2 separate regions of the Sus scrofa genome follow, and region 1 is linked to region 2. Evidence: chromatin contacts called from public Hi-C data. All regions are on one chromosome and are shown on one strand. Each heading gives the region's core, a stretch centred on a gene start, on an enhancer-like site or on the middle of the called end of the contact. The rest is flanking DNA. Distances are from core to core; before and after follow the strand shown.

Evidence for each region. Hi-C and Micro-C count contacts between places; a contact is called where the count stands out from the background.
Region 1: a contact with region 2 is called in a Hi-C map of embryonic fibroblasts, with 1.8 times the contacts expected there. The contact joins the promoter of PLXNA3 here to the promoter of TAZ in region 2. A contact is called at or near these places in 2 of 47 Hi-C or Micro-C datasets (blood and embryonic fibroblasts) and 1 of 2 datasets of contacts at active chromatin or transcription factors (alveolar macrophages).

Annotation. Positions count from the first base shown.
Region 1 is chrX:124,980,865-124,984,331 of Sscrofa11.1, forward strand. It overlaps PLXNA3 (plexin-A3), which reads left to right and starts at 1,443. Exons shown (of 34, transcript XM_021080740.1): 1 at 1,443-1,550; 2 at 3,307-3,467. The coding sequence starts at 3,334.
Region 2 is chrX:124,937,604-124,941,309 of Sscrofa11.1, forward strand. It overlaps TAZ (tafazzin), which reads left to right and starts at 2,433. Exons shown (of 10, transcript XM_021080761.1): 1 at 2,433-2,890; 2 at 3,063-3,191. The coding sequence starts at 2,782.

The DNA of each region.
Region 1 (3,467 bases), core at 193-2,692, 42 kb after region 2:
CCGACTAGGAACCATGAGGTGGCGGGTTCGGTCCCTGCCCTTGCTCAGTGGGTGAACGATCCGGCGTTGCCTTCAGCTGTGGTGTGGGTCGCAGACGCGGCTCGGATTCCCGCATGGCTGTGGCTCTGGCGTAGGCCGGCGCCTACAGCTCCAATTCGACCCCTGGCCTGGGAACCTCCATATGCCGCAGGAGCGGCCCAAGAAATGGCAAAAAGACAAATAAATTTTTAAAAACATTAAAAACAGAGTTATCGTTTGTCCCAGCAGTTTCACTCCTAAGTGGAAGGGAAACGATAACGCGTTCGCACAAAAACATAGAGAGGAATGTCTGTAGCAGCGTTGTTCACCCGAGCCGAAAGATGGAAACGACAGCAGTGCCTGCCAATTGATGAACGCATCAATAACAGTGGAATATCCAAGTAATGGAATATTCTTTGGCCCTAAAAAGAAACAAAGTCCTGATACAGGTCACAATATCAAAACATCATGCTCAGCGGAAGACCCCAGACGCCAAAGACCCAAGCGGATTGTGTGAATCCACTGCTGTGAGACGGCCAGAAGAGGGAAAGCCATCGGCCGCAAGTGGAGGAGTGGGCACCGGGGCCTGGGGTGGGGGCAGTGCGGCCGGCTGGAGGTGGGCTGTGCCAGGGCGGGTGAGAGGTGGACCAGCGAGGACTGATAGTGGGTACTCGGGGCTTTTCTTTGGGGGTGATGAAGACGTTTGCGGGTCTAATAATGTGGCTGGTTGCCCAACTTTGTGAATACACCAGACACTGGCCCAACGTGACACTGTAAATGAGCCACTGGCAGGATAGATGGATGCCATCTCAAGGAAGCCGTCTAAACCGAAAAGGCCAAGGAAACCAAGGCGATGAGAGAAACCGAGGGCCGCGCGTGGGGCAGGGCCCCGTGCGAATGGCCGACAGCTCCGAGGCCTCGCGCCGAGCCCGGGGTCACCGACCGTCGCAGGCAGAGGGGCCTCGGGGCCGCGAGGCCGTGGCAGGTGTGCGCCTGAAGGAAGGGCGGGGACGAGGAGCGCGGCGCGCGCGCGGCAGGTGGCCCCAGGCGCGCCCCCGAGCGCCGGGGCGGGGTCTGCGCGCGCCCGCGGCCCGAGGGGGTGTGGCGCGGGCGCGCGCGGGCGCGCGGTTCCCGGGGCTGCCCGAGCCGCCGGCCGCGACGAGGGGGAGAGACGCGCGCCGCGGCCGCGGCCCCGGCGCGAGGGGCGTCGGCTCGCGGGCGGGGACCCAGCGGCTCTCGGGGCCTGGCCTGCGCCCTGGGCCTCTCCCTGGCTCCGCGGAGAGCGGCCCTCGCGCGTGAGCCCCGCCGCTCGGTCCTCCCCGGGCGCCCCCGCCCGGCGCGGTGGTACGGTCCGGGTTTAAAAGGCCCCGGCGGCGGCGGCGGGCCGGCCCAGTGTGTGGGCGGCGGCGGCAGCGGCGCTGGCGCGCGGGCTGCGGGGTGCGGCGGCGGCGGCGGCGGCGGCGGGGCGCGCGAACGGGGCCGGTGTGGGGCTGGAGGGCGGCCCCCCGGAGCCAGCGGCGGCGAAGGGACAGGTAGGTGGCCGCCATCCCCTGCCTCCCGTGGGGGTCCCGCCTGCTCGGCGGCCCGGGGCTCCCGCAGCCCGGGGGTTCGGCTCAGCCCCGAAGGGGTCAGGGCCCGCCCGGGCCCCCTGCCTTCTCCGGGGCCAGCCCTGTGGGGGACCGACCCTTTGTGGCGGAGGAGCGGCCGCTGCAAGGGCTGATGCCGCGCCGCCCTCCATGGGGGTCCCTGTGGGTCCGCCGAGGGGGGCGTCCCTGGTGGGGGCAGGGCGAGCCGGGCCAGGAGCACAGCGCGGGGCACTGGGGAGTGGGCGCTGGAGCCGGGTCTCTGCGAGGGTCTGTCCCCTCCTAGGGCTCTGCTGGCCGGGCTGTAGCAGAGAGGTGGGGGAGCCGGTGATGCCCCAGGCTCTCACTTACAGGCTAAGGTTTGGGGTGGGCGCTTGGGCTGCCAGTCCTGCCTCTCCAGGTCTCCCAGGCCACCTGCCCAGGCCCATTCTTCCGCTTGTATTCCTGTGCCGCCGAGTGGAGGAGGTGAGGAGGGGATGAGGCCTCCTTCTCTTTCTTTCTTCTCCGGCTGTTGCATGGAGGGTCCAGGATTCGGACCTGACAAAAGAGCCCCAGAGAGATGATCAGTCTGAGCTGAAACTCGGCAGTTCCAGGCTGTGTCTGCTCCTTGTTCCAGCAAATGCATTTCCCCGCTTTCTTCTGTGCCTCCTTGGTTTGGGTCTCTGCACCCCCCCCACCCCGCCCCGGCCGGGTACCTTGTGTCTCCCTGGGGGCTTGGGCACTGAGAGCGGAGCCCTGAGCCCTGCCCTGTCCGCTGCCACGACACTGCTCTACTGGCTTGGTTGCCTGGAGCTGGTCGAGGGCTGGGTGTGGCCTAGGGGTGAAGACCCAGCCAAGCGCAGTACTGCTTCTGTGCGCCCCCAGCCCATCTCCCCAAGGTCTCAGCTGTATTGCGACCGTGGCCTCCTTTCCGTAGGGCTCCTCGGGCCCCCCTGCGTCTCCCTTTCCCCAGCGAACCTCTGGGTTTGGAGGAAGAGCTGCGCGGGGCTGCCTGGGCATCTGTCTGGCTGCGCCTGAGCAGAGCCTGACTTATGTCTGTCTCTGTGCGTGGCTGTGGGGGCAGGCGCGACTCGGCTTTGTGTTGCAGCCGGTATAGGCTACACAGCAGGCTCCTGGACAGCTAGCAGAGGGAGGCCTTGGGCAGGGAGGCAGCTGCGGCCAGGAACCTGGATGTGGCGTCCTGCGACTGGTCTCAGGCTTCGAAGCCTTGGGCCTCTGTCCCGGGTAGTGTCCTGACACCCGCTGCCAATTTGCGATTGTTTTCTCCCTGCCTGTCCCTGTCCCCCAGCTGGGGTGTGGGGCGTGTCTGTGGCCTGGGCTGGCCACCCTCAGCTCGGGGGTCTGGTGTTTGGGTTCTCCTTCTGGGAGGGCCGCCCAGCCTGCCTTTCCCAGCAGCTGGCTCTGCTGCCCCCTTGGGTGTGGCCCAGCTGCGGCGAGGCCTCAGGGCCCCTTTCCAGCAGCGGGTGGGGAGTGATTGATGCCCCCGAGCCTGCCTGCGCTCGCCGCTCACTCCTGCGCCCGGTGGAGGCCCCTCCTCTCTGCCAGCCATGGTCACCATCTGGGGCTCTGGCGTGCTGGTGGGTGGGTAGCCTGCCCCCTCTGTGGCCTGGCTCCTGGCCTGCTGGGGGCCCCAGGCCAGGCAGGGCAGCCGGGCTGGGCAGCCCGGGCTGGCGCCCTCCGACCCGTGGTGGCCGTCTCTCCTCAGGCCCGTCCCCTGGGGCAGCCGCTGGCCATGCCCACCCTCTGCCTCCTCGTGCTGTTCCTCCTCGTCGTGGGGCGGGCCCTGGGTGCCAGCAGGCCCTTCCCTGCCTTCTCGGTGACGGACACCTCACTCACCCACCTGGCGGTGCACCGGGTGACCGGGGA
Region 2 (3,706 bases), core at 1,183-3,682:
CGGCCGCAGGGAGGGCGGGCGCCTGGTCTGGGAACCACGGACCTGCCCGCCCACCTTCCCACCAGATCCAGCCTTCCTGCCCTCGTGAGACCCAGTGCAGGCGGAGGCCAAGGGACGGCTCTGAGCAGATGACAGACCTGTGAGTCAGAGTTGGCCCGTGCCAAGGGCGCGCCGCGAGGAGTTGCTGGCGCCCACGTGCAAACCCTGCTGTGCAGTCTCCCAGGCCCAGCGCTCAGTGCCTGTCCCCGGCCGCCTCCAAGCCTGATCTGGTGGGGAAGACACCAGAACTGGAGCGTGTGCCTGACAGAGGGAAGCCCCGCGACGAGCCTGGGCATCCCCGAGGACAAGAGCCTTCTCTCCATGTCCTCGGCCCGGGCCTGGTGTGGCTGCACACTCCTGAGTGATCTGAATAAGCAAAGTGAGCAAAAGTCGGTGCAGGAACTGGCCATGGTGGTGGAAGCCGAGGGCGGACTGAAGAACTGTGCGGGAGAGGAGATTAGAGAGCTGGCAGCTCAGTGCCCTGTGGCGGTCCTGCACTGTCGCTGCTGGAACAAGTAGGGGGCTCGGGTGGTGCCTGCAGGTGGATGATGGGCCCTCATTGGATGGTCTTCCGAGCAATGTCACGGTTGGGGATGGTGATGGGCAGAAGGTTGGGAAGAAAAAATGTAATCAATAAAATTATGCTTTGCTTTAAAAATAAAAAACAGGAGTTCCCATCTTGGCACAGTGGAAACGAACCGGACTAGTATCCATGAGGACGCGGGTTTGATCCCTGGCCTTGCTCAGTGGGTTAAGGCTCTGGCGTTGCTGGGAGCTGTGGTATAGGTTGAAGACATGGCGGGGATCCCGTGTTGCTGTGGCTGTGGTGTAGGCCGGCAGCTGTAGCTCCCATTCGACTCCTAGCCTGGAAACTTCCATATGCTGTGGCTGCAGCCCTAAAAAGCAAAATAAAATAACATAAATAGGGAGTTCCTGTCGTGGCACAGCGGAAACGAGTCCGACTAGGAACCATGAGGTTGTGGGTTCGATCCCTGGCCTTGCTCAGTGGGTTAAGGATCTGGCATTGCCGTGAGCTGCGGTGTAGGTCGCAGATGCGGCTCGGATCTGGGGTTGCGGTGGCTCTGGCGTGGGCCGGCAGCAAAAGCTCCGATTCGACCCCTCGCCTGGGAACCTCCATATGCTGCAGGTGTGGCGGTAAAAAGACAAAAGACTAAAATACAATAAAATAAAATAAATAAAAAACAGACTGCTTAACGAGTACAGGCCTTTCTTTTTGGGGTGATGAACATGTTTGGAACTAGTTGGAGGTGGTGGTTGACAACACTACAGATGTACTAAATGATATAAAATACTATTATATATATAAATTTCTTTCTTTTTTTTTTTGTCTTTTGTTGTTGTTGCTATTTCTTGGGCCTCTCCCGCGGCATATGGAGGTTCCCAGGCTAGGGGTCCAATCGGAGCTGTAGCCACCGGCCTACGCCAGAGCCACAGCAACGCGGGATCCGAGCCTCGTCTGCAACCTACACCACAGCTCACGGCAACGCCGGATCGTTAACCCACTGAGCAAGGGCAGGGACCGAACCCGCAACCTCGTGGTTCCTCGTCGGATTCGTTAACCACTGCGCCACGACGGGAACTCCCTATATATATAAATTTCTTATTGCATGTTACATGCTGCGATATATTACATATTACATCATGTAGTAAATTATATTACATACATATATAGTACAATTCTGTAATATTGTTAATTATATAAAACTGTATGTAGGTGAGTATGTAAAATTATGTAATGTAATATATACAATATATAACATAACATTACATATGTTACAGAATATAAAATGCGGAGCTCCTGTTGTGGCTCAGGGGTAAGACCAACTAGTATCCATAGGGCCGCATGTTCCATTCTGGGTGCCGCTCAGTGGGTTAAGATCCGGCGGCGTTGCTGTGAGCTGCGGTGCAGGTTGCAGATGCAGCCAGTTGGGATCCCTCCATGCTGTGGCGGTCGTCTTGGCCAGCGGCTACAGCTCTGATTCGACCCCCAGCTTGGGAACTTCCACGTGCTCCCGGTGCAGCCCTAAAAAAAAAAAAAAAAAAAAAAAAAGACTATACACACACACACACACACACAATATTAGAAATACTTTAAAATGGTTAATTCCATCTTACATGAAATTAATGAAAACAAAGGTGGACAAAAACTAAAGTAAAAGTACTCTGCCAGCCCCGACCTTGAGCACAGCCCTCGCTGCCCACGCACGGGTACTTTACCTAAGATAAGGTAAAGCGCCAAAAGCCCTGCGCCGCGGGCTGGCGGCTTCGAACCCAGGTGGAGCTGGAGCTGGGCGGGGCCGGGGCGGGGCCACAAGGCCCTCGGGTCCGCCCCCGCTGCCGTCAAGCGGCCCGAGCGAGTTTTGCGACAGAGAGAGTACAGCTCGGCGGCGTCGCAGACTCGCTTTCCGGCGGGTGCGCGGGGCTCGGCGGCCTCCGCGGTCCGCGCGAGCGCTCCCGCCCGCTCCCTGTCTCCCGGTTCCGGGGCGGCTAGTCTGTGGCGAGAGAGTGGGGCCGGGCCCGCTTCTGGCCTGACCCAGGAGGTGACCTTGGTTGAGTCGCCTGTAGCGCCGAGCCGTGGCGCCCGTCTGTGGCGCGGGCCTGTCAGGGACCCGGCTCCCGAGCGGTTGAGGACACAGACCTCGAGCGGCCCCACGGGCTGCCCCGTGGCAGGGGGAGCGCCGGGCCTCTGGCGGGGGTGCTGGGAAATTCGGCCGGGGGGAGATGCCCCTCCATGTGAAATGGCCGTTCCCTGCGGTGCCGCCGCTCACCTGGACCCTGGCCAGCAGCGTCGTCATGGGCCTGGTGGGCACCTACAGCTGCTTCTGGACCAGTGAGTGGACCCAAAGCTGAGGCGGCAGGGTCGGTCACAGGTCTCCACGCCCAACGAGAATTGGGGTTCGGGGTTGGGGGCACTGGCGGGTGTGAGCTTGGCTGGGGTGGAGCCCTGGGCGCCCGGGAAGGGAGGCCAAGACCCCCACTCCCTTTCTCCCCCCCGCCCCCAGAGTACATGAACCACCTCACGGTCCACAACAAGGAGGTGCTGTACGACCTCATCGAAAACCGAGGCCCAGCCACACCCCTCATCACGGTCTCCAATCACCAGTCCTGCATGGATGACCCTCATCTCTGGGGTACACGGACCAGTGTGCTGGGCACGGGGAGGCAAGGAGAGAACCTGGGACAGGGCCGAACAGAAGCAGAACCAACCCGCTTCTCAATGGGCTCACCTGTTTCTGCCATGTCCTGCCCCAGGGGTGAAAGGTTGACTTGTGGCCCCTTTAGCATCTTCCTAGGGAGTGTGATTTGGAGAGAGCCTCAGAAATTTGGAGGGAATGAGGAAGTGTGGAAGTGACTGCAGAACAAGGTTTGCCAGCGCCTTTGCTCTGATGAATCAAGCCTGTGGAACCTTCCATTCTCTAAACGGTTGAGGGTTCCAAAGAGCCTGGGGGACAAATCTGAGGACCCCAGGGTGTCCCGTCAAGGAAGCGGTGGGCTAGGAGCTGGAAAACCTGTGTCCTGGTTCCAGGTTTGCCCCGGCTGGGTTTGTAACCTTCAGCCAGGCTCATGTGGGAGCCCAGTTCCCCACCTAGAAGTTCCTGTTCTGCCGACCTCACGGGGAGTTGCTTAGCTCCAGTAACCTAGATGG